2 separate regions of the Triticum aestivum genome follow, and region 2 is linked to region 1. The links are chromatin contacts, called in public Hi-C maps. All regions are on one chromosome and are shown on one strand. Each heading gives the region's core, a stretch centred on a gene start, on an enhancer-like site or on the middle of the called end of the contact. The rest is flanking DNA. Distances are from core to core; before and after follow the strand shown. Region 1 holds the start of LOC123148026 (pathogen-associated molecular patterns-induced protein A70). Region 2 holds the start of LOC123148027 (transmembrane protein 258).

Region 1 (7,906 bases), core at 3,045-5,544:
CACTTTAGATCATGCCAGCAGCCATGTCGTCTCTTTGGTTTTGGCGCTCCAGCGTGCGGGAAAGGTTCGCGCGCGGGGGAAAATCGGCCTAGCGCGCGCTGGTTTTGGCGCTCCAGCGTGCGGGAAAGGTTCGCGCGCGCGCCGCGGCCGGCGCTCGTTATAAGAAGGCGCTCCCTCCACACTCTGTCCGCCGCCCACTCGTCTCGTCCCCTCTCACTAGCCTCGCCGCCTTTGCGCCACCATGTCGATTCGCCGCCTGGGCGCTTCGGATTTTCGCGGAGTCCATTAGCGCCGCTCCGGCGCCTTCTCCTTCGAGATCTGGTTTGGTGAGAAACGCCTCGTCCTCGACACCTTCGACACCGCAGAGGAGGCGGCCCGCGCGCACGACGCGGCGGCATGGCGCCTCCTAAGGCCTCGTCAGGAGATGAATTTTCCTGACGTGTCCACCTAGCGGGCGCAGGATCTCACGCCTCTCCCGCGGCTTTTCACTGACGGAGATCATCGTGTCCATCAGAGGTGGCAGCGTCGCCTTGCCATCGCCGAGATGGACGTGAAAGCCATGGTGGTGTGGCGCGAACGCTTCCCGCAGGACATCGTCGATGAGCGCCAGTTTTACAAGCAAAGGAGAACGAAGGGGACGCGAGGAGGACAGAGCGAGCCGCCTACCTGGAGGACAAGCGTGTGCGGAAGCAGGTCGCTCAATTGAAACTGAAGCTACGAGAAACGTCGGGGTGGGACTTCAAGGACGAGCAGTATGCTGATGCCTACATTCAGATATCGGAGGAGGACATTACCGAGTCGGAGTCGGAGAGCGACGAGTAGTTGGTCTTTTCTTTTATCTGTGTACGCTAGAAGTATCTATGTATCCTTTTCTATCGGAAAAAATGGCCGGCGGCGTCGGCGGCGTGGCAGGCGGGCGAGGGTGTGCTGTTGGATGTGGAGAGGCCAATGTGCCACCGACTAGCGGGCCCGGGGAGGAGAGAGGGCGAGCGCGCGCGTCAGTCTTGTGTCCGCGCCAACGCAAATCCCGCTCAAAAATGGGCCAGGAATGGGTCGGCAGACGGACGAAAGCGGACGCGCATCCGTTTGGATCGGCGCGTTGGGTCGATTTTTCTGTCTGCGCCGACCCAAATGCACGGCGATGGACGAAATGGGTCGCCCCATTGAAGTTGCTCTTAGAGATTTTAAATGGACTATCACATACGGATGTTTATAGACATATTTTAGAGTGTAGATTCACTCATTTTACTACGTATATAGTCACTTGGTGAAATCTCTAAAAAGAGAAATACTTCCTCTGTTTCTTTTTACTCCGCATATAAGATTTGATCAAAGTCAAACTGTACAAAGTTTGACCAAATTTATATAAAAAATATGAACATCTACAATACTAAAACTATATAGTATGAACATACGTTTCATGGTGCATATGATAATATTGATTTCATATTATGAATGTTCGTATTTTTTAATATAAAGTTAGTCAAACTCTACAAAGCTTGATTTTAACCAAATCTTATATGCGGACTAAACCTTATATGCGAACTAAAAAGAAACGGAGGGACTAGTTTGTAAGCCCTGATGGTTGGTGCCAATTATTCTCCTCTTACAATCTTCCAAACCTAGGAGGGAAAGAACGGGAGCAGAGGTCCAACGCAAGCCAATCATTCAGCAGCGCCCGCTAACAACCTTTTGCCAGAAAGCACTAGTATCTGCTAATCAAAAGACACCACCCTTCATCCCATTCGGTGGTTTTGTTGCGCCCAGGCCCAGGGTATCCGATGTTCATAGCTCGCATGTGCACCACAAACTACACTAGGTAGGGAAACCGCAGAGAAGTACCAACACACACTTGTGACAGGACACGTAGTTTAAAGACCACTCTAGTTTAATTCGTGTTGCTACCACTCGAGGAAGGCAAATTTGATAATTTGCCACCCCTTACCTTCCCCTTTCATAATTTGCCCCCCCCCCCCCCCCCCTCCCTCGAGAATGATAGATGGGGCCCGGGCCCGCCCGTCATTAAGACAATGGGTGGCAAATTGTGAAAGGGGAAGTAAGGGATGGCAAATTATCAAATCGCCCCTCGAGAAAAGTCTGAAAAGAACTTGCGGAAGCGACTAGTAATCAAAGTGGGGAAACAAAAGCAGAGATGACCGGACTGAGCTAGGCTCCCAACAGCCTCAGCCGTAGAGTCTAACCACAGCAGTGCAATGTAACGAAGCGCGAATCTTTGTACGTATTTCGTGATGGAACGTGCGGTTTGAACTTCGGAGATTCATATGAAGCGAGGCGCCCGGCTACAAGCAGGATGTACTGTTCCCCAGCAGAGTTGCTGCTATAGTTCCGAGCAACAGCAGCAGCAGCAGCAGGACAGCACGCACGCATCTGGACGCCGTCGACATCGCACCGAGGGTGGTGGGGGCAGGGCCCCGTTCGTTCACTCTACGACCGGCTGCCACTAACCGAAGCATCCCAGCCACACGTATTCCAATCAACAATCGAGATTAACGCCGGGACCTAACCGTATTACGATACCGCCGCAGTCCGCATCAGGCGCCGACCAGAAGCGCATTAAGCTAAACGTAACCGGGCAGCGGGCGTCACCACTGGACAGTAGATTAAGCCGACCTGAGGCTGAAGGCCAGCCATGTGAAACCCCCAGACTGTGCCGCCGAGTTAAATAAAGAGAAAGCGACCGAACACGACGGCGTAGGGTAAGGTAGACCGGTCGTTGCAGGGGACACCTCCCCCCGAGTGACTCCCTGCCGCTAGCTGAGCCAGACGTGTGGCGCAGGTGGCGACTGACGACGGAGATAGCAGTAATGCTCTCTGTGTGTGTGATTAGCGTGTTAACCCTGGCCGTACCTTCCAGAGGGATCGTGTAAGTGTACAAGTACAATGCATATTCAGATAAACTTTTGCGTGACGCCGCCATGATTAGATGACGAGCAACGCATGGCGTAAGCAATAATAATTAATCATTGAAAAATAGTGTCAGCCACCTGCACAAGAGTTCGTTGGTGACTGGCACGGAGGAATTCGGTGGTGATTTCGCGGTGCCAGGGATGATTGCCATTGCTACCAACTAATGACCGCAATCGTTCGTGCGTGCGTTCATAGTCAGAACCCTGCTGAAATTGGTTACTAGTTCATCTGGCCAAACCAGAATGTGGGGAAATGGGCAAGAGATTTACATACGGATGATGATGATTGACTGCTAATTTCTTTCGCGAACGCCTTCGCAAGCTGTTGCAATCCGCAGGATGATATGGTTCCACATTGCAGGGAGTTTTTTATCCAAAACTAGAATATGTTACTACTACTAGCATCCAAGCAGGGGAAAAAAGGAAAAAAACGAAACGGAAGGGGATGAAGGAAGGAAGAAACTACCGTCTCCTCTTCTTCCTCCTCCCCGAATCTCTTCTCATTCTTGCATCTAGCCCCCTGGGTCTGGTCTCTCCGGACTCGCTCTACTGCTCGGCGCCCGCCGCGGCCGTCGTCGGCTGGCTGCGGCGGAGCGTATCCCGGTAGCGCATGAAGGAGTCGATGCGCTGCAGCTTCAGCTGGTGGCGGAACTTGTTGATGAAGTCGTCCGCGCGCGCGTCCACCTCGCCGCCGGCCTCCTCGATCTCCTCCTCCGACACCGGCTCCTCCGGCTCCGCCGCCAGGGGGCGGCGGCGGCGCTCCCCGTCCCTCGTCGTCGCCGGCCTGCGCGCCTCCACCACCTCGGTGTCCTCCTCGGCCACGAAGTGTGCGAACGCCGACTTGTCGCTTGCCGACTTGCGGAGCCGCGCCGGCAGCCGCGGGAGCTCGGCCTCGGCCGCCGCCTCGGACATGCTCCTTTCCATGTGCACGTGCTCGTGCTCCAGCTCGCCCTGAGCCTCCGGCTCCATCTCGAGCGGCGGCAGCTGCTCGTCAGACCCCAGATCCAGCACCCCGCTCACCGGGGCCTCCGGGGCGGGGGCGGTGAAGCGGGACATGTTGAACGAGCGGAGCCGGTCGAGCGCCATTGACGGCACGCGGGACAGGCTCCTCCTCTCGCCGCCGGCCGCGGCCGCGGCGCCTTCCCCGCCCCCCGCCGGGGGCGAGGCCTTGGAGGTGACGGCGATGGTGCCGATGACGATGTTGAGCACGAGGAAGAGCACCCACGGGGTGAACCAGCCGTGGACGGTGCTCCACAGCGCGGGGATCGCCGCCTCCAGCATTGCGCCGCTTCCTCGCCGGGTGGGGTTTGGGTTTTGGCGTTTTGGGGGAGGGGAGGGGGGCGGAGGAGGTGCGAGTGGGAAGCGGTGGTGGGGAAGGGAGGAGAGTGGGGGTGCTGGTTATTTAAAGCTGGGAGGAAAGAGGTGGGGGCGTTTCCCGCACATGGGGCGCGGGAGGAGAGGCGGACAGGAAGGCCAGATTTTTGTTTTTAAAGAAAATGTAAATTATTTCTTTTGGCTGAAAAAGAGTTCTATGATAAGCATTGCAATTTCTATCTCCGTGACTGTGCATGGCTTTGTTCATTGTCTATTTGCTCCTTGACGAACTATGCACAAAATAGATGCAAATACTTTAGATTAATACTTTGTCCGGGTTTATTAGTCGCACCGTATTTTGCGTCAAAGTTTGCAAGCAAAATATAATTATATGTAACAAAGATAATAGCTTTGGAAACTTCTTTCAAATATGAATCTACAAATATAATTTCCCTACTTTAGAAAAATGTGGCAAATTATGTTTCATCAGAGATGGCTTTGCAACAAATTGCGTGAGTGAGCGGATCATATTTTCTTTTGTCAAGTCGTACATTTTTTTTGTTAGGATAGAAGGGTAAATGCATTGGTTGGTTGCTTTAAGAGTTAATAATAGACACGGCAGCGTGTTAGTTGCATGCCCAACAATGGACATCATTTTTTATTTCGTGGTAATGCACGGGATGTAATGTAACTCTATGTTACAACATGGCAATGGTTGAGGAGACAATGGATCTGCCTTCTTGGCTGAGGGGTGTCTGGCGGCGGCGGATTGGCATGAACATGGGAAGAGGGGATCTGGGCGGAGAGCAGGACGGTTGGCGGGGGACTTCTACTTCGCGGTCCATGGGGAAGTACGGTGTGAAAGAGGGAGGCGTCATGGCGAAGCTTAGATGGGTGTCATCCGGTTTTAAAGGAGAGGGATCCAGCGCGAAGTGGCCCGTCATGGCGAAAAAACGAGCAGGAAGGGGAGGGGCTGGCAGAAAAAGGAAACATGTGTCATTAGTGGGGATTTTGTGGAACTGCGTGTTAAAGATAATATGGAGCCTGAACTATTGAGACGGTTGGATTTTGGGGAACTAGCTCGGTGCCCGTTTGATGTGCGCGACAAGCCCAGGCGCACGCATACGAGGGAGAAATCATTTTCAATTTTGGTGACAGTCTTAATCATTTGTTTGTCCGTAGCAACGCACAGGCGTTCTACTAGTAATTATATGTAACAAAGATAATAACTTTGGAAACTTCTTTCAAATATGAATCTACAAATGTAATTTTGTTGGCATATACTTATATTCTGATAATCAAATATAAGGTCAAAATTTACAAAGGGGCTAATAAATTGGATGTAGTATTATCCTTCCGTTGGAAAGTTTAGTTTCCAATACATCGTTTGTTAGATGGCACCACACTTGGGAGCAGGTCCATTTTGTGTCTTTTCGTGTTTCGGGGACACAGAAAAGGTTAGAATTTGAATGTTAGAGATACTATTTTTAGTTGATGCTAGAGATACTTCGACAGGGATTTTATGCACGGAATTGTGTCACTGGTGTATATAGGTTATCATTGTTTTAACTGATGAAACTAAAATCTACGGCACACTTTCATCATGGATAACATATCATACACAAGTGTGTAAGAAACATGCGGAAGGTGGGGACTTTATTTAAAGATAATTTCCCCGTGGAAAGCGCTCTTTAGGAAGTCGCGACATGTGCTTGCTGATCTAGCAAGTGTTCTTTGGACGTGGATACAAACGCAAAATGCGACATAACTTTGGATATTAGAGATGCTTCTTAGAGGATTTTGCTGATTCATGTAGCATTATTGATATACTATTTCAAGTTTGTAAGGAAAACACTATACACATTGTCATGGGATGGAGGAAAGTGAAAGTTGTGACAAACTTAGTCGTTAAATCTATCTTATTACTTGGGTAATGCGGAAGGTAAGGACCCTATTCAAAAAAGGGTCATACAGAGAAACCCACTCCTTAGGGTGATGCTACACGTGCATACTATGAAACCAAGGTCGCCTTCAACTCACCGCTTACTTGATAGTGGTATGACAAGAATATTCGTAAATATAAAAAGGAAATTTCATGAGTGTGCTTAACACGGGTGTATAATAGAAAAATGTGGTTTCAATAGGCTTTATATCGACCATCTTTGTGACGAAAAAACACTTGTATGTAAAAAGGTAACCTCATGCATCCACGAAACCACCACTATCTACAAAGTCCATCATAGGAAAATAAGCAACTCAGAAAATTACAACGAAAAGCCAATAGTAAGATTCTAAAAAGCCAATAGTGCTCAGGTATGTCAGGCTTGTTATCGTCCCAAGAAGAGATAAAAATCAAGAAAATGCTATACTCCTAAGATAAACACAAACAACAACATCCTTAAGATTAACAAAAGCAACATCACGAAAATACTAGATTTTGTGATTATGTATGGCTTTGTTCATTGTTCATTTCCTTGATGAGAGGTGTACAAAATATAGATGAAAATATCTTATACATTATTGTTCTTTCTTTAGAAAGTTTCGGTTCCAAGATGCATCGGTTGTCGAATGGCACCACATGTAGATGATGACTCAGTAAGTGTTCTTTCGGCGCTTGGAGGGACGCAAAAAGGGTACAAATTTTGTGTTAACACTTTTTCACTTGACAAAAATGACCAAAGAACGCACCAGATTTGTTTCCTATGTGTCAAAGGTTTTTGCAGGATTAAAACCATGTTTTCGCTTTGGCGGCCAATACCTGACCACATAGTTTTAATTTCATTACATCATAAGCAAAATCATTTAGTTTAAATGTCCCGCATATTTCATCAAAAAGTTGCGTGAGTTGATACGAATCCTCTATACTGTCACCTATGAATTGCTTATTCTGCAGCATCCCGAGTAAACTCAGATTAATTCCTTAAGTTTCACCTTGGGTCTCGGACCTACACATGTGAATATATATTTAATAGGCAGCCCCTAGATATTTAATGCAGCGATTTGATAAAAAAATCAAACTCGGCAATGGTTGCTTAGCACCTGCAAAATAACTTAGTACACACCAAAACTTTAAACAAAGACCAAAATGCGCTTAGCTCTTGGCAAGAGCACCGGAAAAAGCTTGATGTCTGGCAAATGCATAGGGTTTAGTTCTAGCATTCTCAAAGCAAGAGTTTTGATCCCACATGGAGCACATGAAGTGGTCTCTGCCTATTAATGATTGAGAGTGGAGAGGGCGACGACTCACAAGCGGGAAAGGGAGGACGGACGCGGAGGAGGGCGATCGATTTGGAGGAATTAACCAATTTGAAGGGATTTGGAGTAGGACCGACCTTTCAGGTCCAGCGTGGTAAATGTGTCTGGGCGTTCTCGTATTTGCCCCAGATATGAGACGGATATGAGGGGTGCTGGATAGCTCGAATTGGTCTAGGTTTGGTGAGTCCGGTTTGATGGTGTTTTTCTATCGGGTCTTGTTCGTGCTATCCACATGAAGTAAAGGACATATAGGGAGGAAGCAGTGGTCGATTGTAGATGCTCTTAAGGGCACTCCAAAGCGGACCCTCGAACCCAAGCGTCTGGATCAAGCTGTCCGGATGCAATTTAGCATCCAAGGCGACCTGCATCGGTCCGTGGACCAGTCCGGACGTCTGTTTTCCCGCAACTAG
Region 2 (7,906 bases), core at 2,775-5,274, 310 kb before region 1:
AGGAATTTATCCTATGGAATCTTTTGTACTACATTTCATAGAAAATCTAACATCCACTCCAACCTCTTTTTACAATTCCTTTGTTTTTCATATGGCATAAAACACTCTTTGCTAATCCTATACGATTCAAGTTGACATGCCACTGCAATCCTATACTTTTTCTATTCCTACTTTTCCAAAATCCTGTGAATCAAAGAGGCCCTTATTTGGCACAAATCAAGCCGCCCCTGGAAGAGGATCTCTAGGCTTTGGAGATGGTACGAACTCCAACCAAGGGGGGAGGAAACAAACACAGGAGTTGGTACGCCCATGGATGTTGCACAGGAAACAAACACAGGAATTTTGTAGGAATAAGCGAGAAGAGAGAGGTAAGAGTGGAGTGCATTGGACTTCTCAAAGGAAAAATAAAACAGTGCTACTACACACATGACAGATTATGGGCGACTTCCGCACGAGGAAGCACATCAAGCCATCTATGCATTGAGCAAAAGTGAACAGCACGGTTGAATACTCCATCGTGCGGCTACTGTCGTCCACCCAGTAGTTTCGTAATGAAAGGAGGTTTGAGCTCATGTTGAGATTCGTATGGCATAGGAGGCATAGGAATGGAGCTTTCACAGGAGAAATTCATATGGATTGAAATCCTTCAAAACTCCAATCCAAAGAGGCACTTTATCTTGACTCTCAGCATGCGGTCATATTACATCCACACATACTTGTGTGCTTAGACGTCTACAAGTCGCTGCCATTAAACAAGCCATCTTGAAGAAAAAAAGATTATATCTCCTTTCCTACATTATTCCTAAATACCTGTCATTTTGTACCAGTACTTCCCTTCTTATAAATATACTAGAACAATGCCCGTGCGTTGCAACGGGGTATAAATCTTCTAGTACGTCGGCTTGTGATTTACCTATCTATAATAACGCGATTGTGTAAATAAATGACCATCAAATTCTGCCCATGAATTACCTTAGATTTTGATCCGAAGTTTGGTAAGTAAATTAAAGTGAAACTGGTTCAAAAGGTAAGTAATTAAGTTGATTTATTATCATATAAGGAAGGTTGGACGAAGGAGTGGTGCGAATAAAGGTGAAATGGGAACCTTACATTCTTTTTAAGTAGTAAAGATAGAGAAGTAGAGATAGAGGTAGAGATATTGATGCTTGCACAGTCTCCATATTTTGCCCCAAATTCATCCTGGTTTCTCCAGGTTATGTTGTGGAAACGGTAATTGAAGTACTATATTCAGTGCATACCTTCTTCCTAAATCCTAACCATTGAAAAGAAATGTGGTCATACTGCGTATTATGAAACAAAAATTTGAAGGATTGCTGCGGCTTATGTCCCATAACTAATAATGGAAATGAAGTTGTGGACAGATAATAAGATTGAGATTCCAGAAAAGGTTCAACAACATTGGTTAAATTTTGATGTCACTCGTCTATTATAAAAATCATGTCCATGTGGGACTCCATATTCTCCAGGAAGCAGCACAATTTCAGGCATGTGACGCATCCTAGCTAGAACTACACATGGAGAGGCCGGTTGTCAGACATAAACACCGCTTGCAAGGAGCACGAAGAGAGATCCAAAGCCCTGTGAAACAATCGAAAAGATAACTTAGATGTGCATCAACCACCCTAATCAAAATTGTGAAACAACCGACAGTCTTTCAAGGGGCTTACCAGGAAGACGGAAGCAATGGACGCTGTGACAATCTCCTTTGCTAAACTACGGTTCCGCCTTGAAGTCGTGGCTTCATAACTGAAATGGACAAATTTGCTGGTTAGATTTTTGTGTGCTTGAATTGCAAGTGCTGAAGTACTTGGTCAACTTTGATAATTTAAGGCTTGAGCTAACACCTCTGTTAAGTAATCAGTTTGACATTACCTCCAGATTTCATTTGTATACTTCCTAATTAGCTATATCCCGAGTAAAACCAGACTATGCCTACCAGCACCACAAACAAAATAGATATTTAATCACCATGCTGAAATTCCCATCATGAACTGAGTTAAGTTTTGGACTGAAGGATTTTCGGATTTCAGTTCTAGGTATATTTCCTAATATGGTATTACCTGTGAGGTTCTTTATATTAACAGAATGAGGCCATCAAAATTCATAGGGAATGAGTTCTTAAACACCAGTTCCATTCGTCATAGTAAAGTTCTCTTTTCCTTTGTGCTAATTCCAGTAGGGTTTAGCAGGTCATGACATCCAATTCTTATGTTTTTCCTATTTCTATTTTTTCCCTGAATTCCAAGGGCTCCATTGATTCATAGGATAGGAAAAATGGAGGATTGACATGCCCTGCCCATTTGAATCACATGGAATTGCAAAACAAAGGAATTGGCAGAGGTGTGTGTTTGATGGAAGCATAGGAATTTCTCCAAAAGCTGGGGAAAGTTCCAAAAGAATGATCCTAAGGATTGCATTCCTACAAATCAAACAACACCTATGGGAAAGATTCCATAGGATCACAATCCTATGCAAATCCTGTAAAACTGTAATAGGTGACCCTGCTTCTTATGTTTTGGTAAGCATAGCAATAATGTGCAATACATACTGGTTGGTTAAGAGCCTTAGGGCCAATGATTTTTTTATCGCAGTTTCTGGAAATAACCATAACTTGAACTGTTACCATCAAATTGGCAGGGACGACGACTAGCCAGCTAGGTCATATTACTCTAAGTTGCATAATTGAACATACTGATAAAAAGGTCTAACCAAGTTTTATCTTTGTTCTGGAGTTAGACACACTGATAAAAAGTGAACTTCGATGTGTTTTATTTTTATTTTTAAAGAGAAAATGCAATCAGAAGTTTTTGCTACCTTTCACATGTTTGGGTATGCACTACAAGCTCATTGAATTTAATTGCTCTTATTCACAACAGTGTCCTATTATCGCCTTTTAATTTAGGTAGTGTATGACTGATAATATAATAAAGTAATACTAACACGAATTGTATCAATAGGCAGCAACAAGAACAAGAATCATTGCATTCCACGGGAAAAAACAAATCGAAAGTAAAAGTGGTCAATGCGAGGAAATCCAAACAAGTGTTCAATGTGAGCCCAATTGTTCTTTTCAAGCAGGTGATGTGATAAGTAATTGTTCTGTTCTAGCAGGTCATGTGATACGTAATTATTCTGTTCTAGCAGCCCAATTATAATAATCTGACCTATCCAGGAACTCCAAACCAAATGTTCAATGCGAGCAAATCCTTTTCCTGACAAGCAGAAAAATAGGTGCAAGGGTTACTGAACTTAGTCCACACGGAACTTCAAACAAACCTAGGCCCATCTATCCAACCTGAAGCCACCAAGGGTAAGCCCATTCGTCACCTCTGTCATGCAGGACCCAAAACGCTACTGAGCAGTGAAAATAAGCCAAAGACGACACAGCCTAAACTCATCGTGCCTGGGTTTCTCCCTAAGAGGATGTTACCACCTACTGTTCGAGCTAATTATTTGACAGCGCAACAAAGTACCACATCAGATCCCTTATCCCAACCCGCGGATGGACCAATTCCGCTAGGTCCCAAACACACGCAGCCACTAGGCGCATCAGATCGGATCAGGCCATCGATCTGCACGAATCGCGTGAGGAGCTGGGGAGATCGGAATCGAGCGGATGACTTACATGAAGAAGGATGCGGTGAGCATGAGGCCGACGGAGACCATGACGACGGCCAGCGTCGGGTACCATTCCACCGGCACGGGGCTGGAGATCGCCTTGGCCGCCTGCGAGAACATCACCGCCGGCGCTTAAGTACCTCGCGAAACCCTAGGGAGCCTAGATCACCAGAAGGGGTAGGGTTTATGGGCTTACCATCTCGTCGGATCTGAGCTGACGCTGCCCCTCGTCGTCGCCTGCCGGCTGGTCGTCTCGTCTCCGCCGCGACGAACTGTTGTGGTCTGGTGGGCAGAGGACAGAGAGTAGGAGAAGGCTTGGAATTGTGGAGGCGTAAGGATTTTCTTGGGCCGTCAGTTCCGGTTGCAGAAAATGGCCTACGAGATGCACTGGGCCCCGACCCCAAGAATTTGTGGATGGGATTTTAAGACCCGCTTTTCCACGGCTTAGCCCAATTTCTATTCAGCGGCCTATAGCGCTGGTTTAGGCCTTAACGGTACACAGCGCCCATGCCACTCCCGATTCGCTTGCATAGTGGGCCGGCCCATATGGCATTTTTTCACCAGTTTTGGGATCTCCTGGAAGGTTCCCCTGGTTTTTCTAGGAACGGTTTTCATTGGGTTTCTTTGGACGTTTTTTGTTTGTTTTTTCTTTATTTTTCTATTTTATTTTTCAGTTTCTTTCCTATATTTGCATATGTTTTTCAAATTCACAAACTTTTCTTGAATTCAAGATTTTTTTGAATTCGTGATTTAAAAAAATGTGAACCTTTGTTAATTTCAAGAACTTTGTTCATTTAAGAAAATCAAACTCAGGATTTTTTTACATGTATACTTCTTCGTATTCATATTTTCTCAACTGTCAATGGTCAACGGTCGACCAAGTCGACCAGTCAACCAACCGAAGGAAGGAGGGAGCACTCGCTTGTTTTGGGCTAGCCCATGTGTTAGAGCGTGCGAGTGCCAACACGCTAACTGGTGCAAGGCATCAAACAGGAGGACTCGAGGCTCAGTGCTTACCTGTGTAATTTTGTTATCAAAATAAACTTGTGCCAAAAAATAAAAGAAGTGTACGATAGTTAGGGTTTGAGGAGCAGCCACTACCTTATTTGCCACAGCTCAGTTATTATCGACATGGAAAATTTTCACTCAAAAAACACAAGCCTGCATGGAAAAAATAGAAGTATATGAGAGTTAGGGTTTGAGGAGCAGCCAGTGCCAAAGATACTTTGGTGCCCTTATCTTCGGCTGTCATCTTAATGCTAAGAGGGAGGGCTCAGATCCTCAAGAGCTTTGAGTTCCTCGTTGGTATTTAGTGGTGGTTGTGGTACTTTTGCAAATAAATTACCTAAACCTTGGTGGTGTCATGGAACCAAAGAAGTTTGTGTCCTCATGTTAGTGTGGTATAATGATTTTGTTGGTTTGATTCTTTGTGGAGTTGGAATTTTTATTCGACACTATGGTGACAATCTTGTAGTTTGACGACCTAAATTTCTAGGGGGCTCATTCTAGGCTCAAGTATGCTCATCACTCACATTGTCCCATCTATTTGGATGGACAACTCAATGGACTTTTAAAAAAACTTTCTTTGTAATCAAGTTCGTGCGGGTTAAGGACTCGCAGTGTCATTACAACGGTCTAATTGAATTATCTATATTAAATTATTGAGAGTACCTCATCTTGCAAAGATTGGTACCATGAAGAAGATGCATCTAAGATATATTAATGTAATTCTTAGTTGTAGGATTTATTTTGTATTTTTGTGGACATTAGATCTAGAACAAGGCACTTGTAATGAATGTGAGCATAACTAAAATTACAACTATTTTTTTTAAAGTAACAAGGTGAAGATTTTCTTTCATTCAAAAAACCAAGTTAAAATTCCCTAAAACCCCCAATTGAGAAGTAAGATCCATAAAAAAGTGAAAAGCATAATTAAAAATTGAGTGAGAAGTGGGATATGCTTAATTTTGTAGCGGTGAACTTTTTTTATGTATGCTAGTGAAAACAAATAACGATAATGGAAATTTTTGATTACTGGAATGATAGAATAGGCAAATTGTTGAGTCAGAGCCTTGCCCACGACTTTGTTACGATGAATTTTTCAAAATGGAGGAATTAGACCAATAGATGGAGCAGCCCGTGCGGCTTACTTAACTAAGAATAAAGAAGGTGTGAGACAGACATGTGGTCCAATGAAATTAATTGATATGGTTAAATGTCGTCGGCATTTCCTATTTAACGCTTCAGGCGCCTGTTATAGGTTATTTTGCAAACGGGCGCACACCCCCTCCTGCGAGCTGGGCTGGCCCGTCTACCTTTTATTTCTGATTTTTATCCACACAAAAAAACGATGGGATTTGAACCAGCGACTTCCTCACCCTCACTTTATGTGATGAATTACCTCTCTTTCATTCTTTTCTGCCTTTTTCTTTTTTCTTGTTTCATTTTCTCGTTTCTTCGAACGGTTTTGATTGGTTTTCATTTTCAATTTTTATTTTACCTTTGCTAAATGCGAGAATTTTTCCAATTTCGCATTTTTTTTAAAAAAATCAATGGACTTTTTTTCAAATTTGTGAATTTTTTTTCGATGAAATTTATTTTCAAAATCGATGGCCTTTTCCAAAATCGATGATCTTTTTTGACAATCGATGATTTTTTGTCAAAATTGTTGAACTTTTTTAAAAATCCATGGCCTTTTCCAAAGTTGATAAAAAATAAATCCTTGAACTTTTTTACCCAAAATCCCTGAACTTTTTTTGAATTCATGAATATTTTATCAATTCATAATTTGTTTTCAATTTGTGAACATTTTGCAAATCTGCGAACATTTTTCAGATCCACGAACTTTTCCAAAAAGTTGAACCATTTTTTCTATACGTCAAAGGTCAAACATGTCGATTATCAACTTGTCGCCCAGGTCAACTATGAAGAAGTTTTTTTAGTCGAACCACGAAGAAGCGCTCGGGCGTATGCGCTTGACGAGAGACAGCTGATCGCTCATGTAGTTGGGCCAACCCATGTAAGGCGGCATGCGAGTGTTGCGTCTGCTAACCAGCGCAACAGGCGCTTACTAGGAGCTCCCAATGTCGCCCAAAGAGATCAAACCAACCCTAGTCGAAATAGGTCCCCACGCTACCACCACTGGGCCAAGAGCACATCCACAAGATTGTTTTAAAGTTTATACATAAATCGCTTTCTCTTTTAAAATAAAGACCACAGAACACACTTTGATTTATTTTTTCACGGGTCACACACTTTGAACTATGTGTGTGCACAAAACGAACTTTACTTAATATTGCACACACAAATTAAATGTGGACCCAATTCATCAACACCACGTGGGAAATTATGTCAGAGAAACGGTAGCGGTCCATTAGTTTTTTTCTACTTCGAATGTCATTTTTTTCTTAAGCTGCACTTTGCAAAGTTTAACAATGTTGTGTTAAATGTGTCAGCATCAACCATATTAAAAAAAAGCCCCACACAAAAAACATATTATAAATACTCCGTGCAAGTCAACCATTTAACTGTTGACCAGGATTATAGAATAAAATAATAACATCTGCAATACCTAATAGATAAAACATGAAACTACTTTTCATGATGGATCAAATGCTATAAATTTCGTATTGTGGATATTGATATATTTTCCTAAAAACTCGGTCAAACATGTACATGTTTGACTTAAAAAATACACGTTGTATAAAGGAACGGAGGAAGGATGTAACATCCACAGCGAAAAAATGATAGGTTGGATCTAATGATATTGATCGTTACCTTTTTTCTATAAACTTGATCAAACTCACTTCAAGACCAAACTAATATGCAAAGTAAAAGGAGAACGCGGGGGTAATAATATACCTCAAAATGAGAGATTAAATATAAGCCAGGTATAGGCAAAGGGGCCAGGGAAAGCTAACAATGTGGTTAGGTCTAACCTGGTCAATCTTGTATTTTTTGGACCGAAATCATCATATGGTGATCAATAGTACTATGTAGGAGTACTATCATTTACGAGTTCATGCATAGCTACCCTTTTCCCTACAAGGAAAAAGCAAAGTGCACGCACCACCTACGCATCGTTACCCGACAGAGCGGCCGACGGGTCGGGACGGCGCCTGCGCCGCTCGCCCGCAGGGCCACGGCGAGATCTCCAGAAGCGCGACGCAGTCAAACCCAAGTGCCCAACCCACGTACAGTACCACAGACAAAGCAGCGTGTGGACATGGAAGCCAACAGCTCGCCCGCTGCGCTAGCTAAGCTAAGC

What was found. A called contact is a pair of places that touch in the nucleus more often than the background predicts.
Region 2: a contact with region 1 is called in a Hi-C map of leaf, with 8 times the contacts expected there. The contact joins the promoter of LOC123148027 here to the promoter of LOC123148026 in region 1. A contact is called at or near these places in 1 of 5 Hi-C or Micro-C datasets (leaf) and 1 of 1 datasets of contacts at active chromatin or transcription factors (leaf).

The regions. Positions count from the first base shown.
Region 1 is chr7A:539,583,840-539,591,745 of IWGSC CS RefSeq v2.1, reverse strand. It overlaps LOC123148026 (pathogen-associated molecular patterns-induced protein A70), which reads right to left and starts at 4,294. Exons shown (of 1, transcript XM_044567380.1): 1 at 3,199-4,294. The coding sequence starts at 4,208. The coding sequence ends at 3,474.
Region 2 is chr7A:539,893,709-539,901,614 of IWGSC CS RefSeq v2.1, reverse strand. It overlaps LOC123148027 (transmembrane protein 258), which reads right to left and starts at 4,024. Exons shown (of 4, transcript XM_044567381.1): 1 at 3,836-4,024; 2 at 3,647-3,747; 3 at 1,689-1,767; 4 at 1,368-1,599. The coding sequence starts at 3,838. The coding sequence ends at 1,552.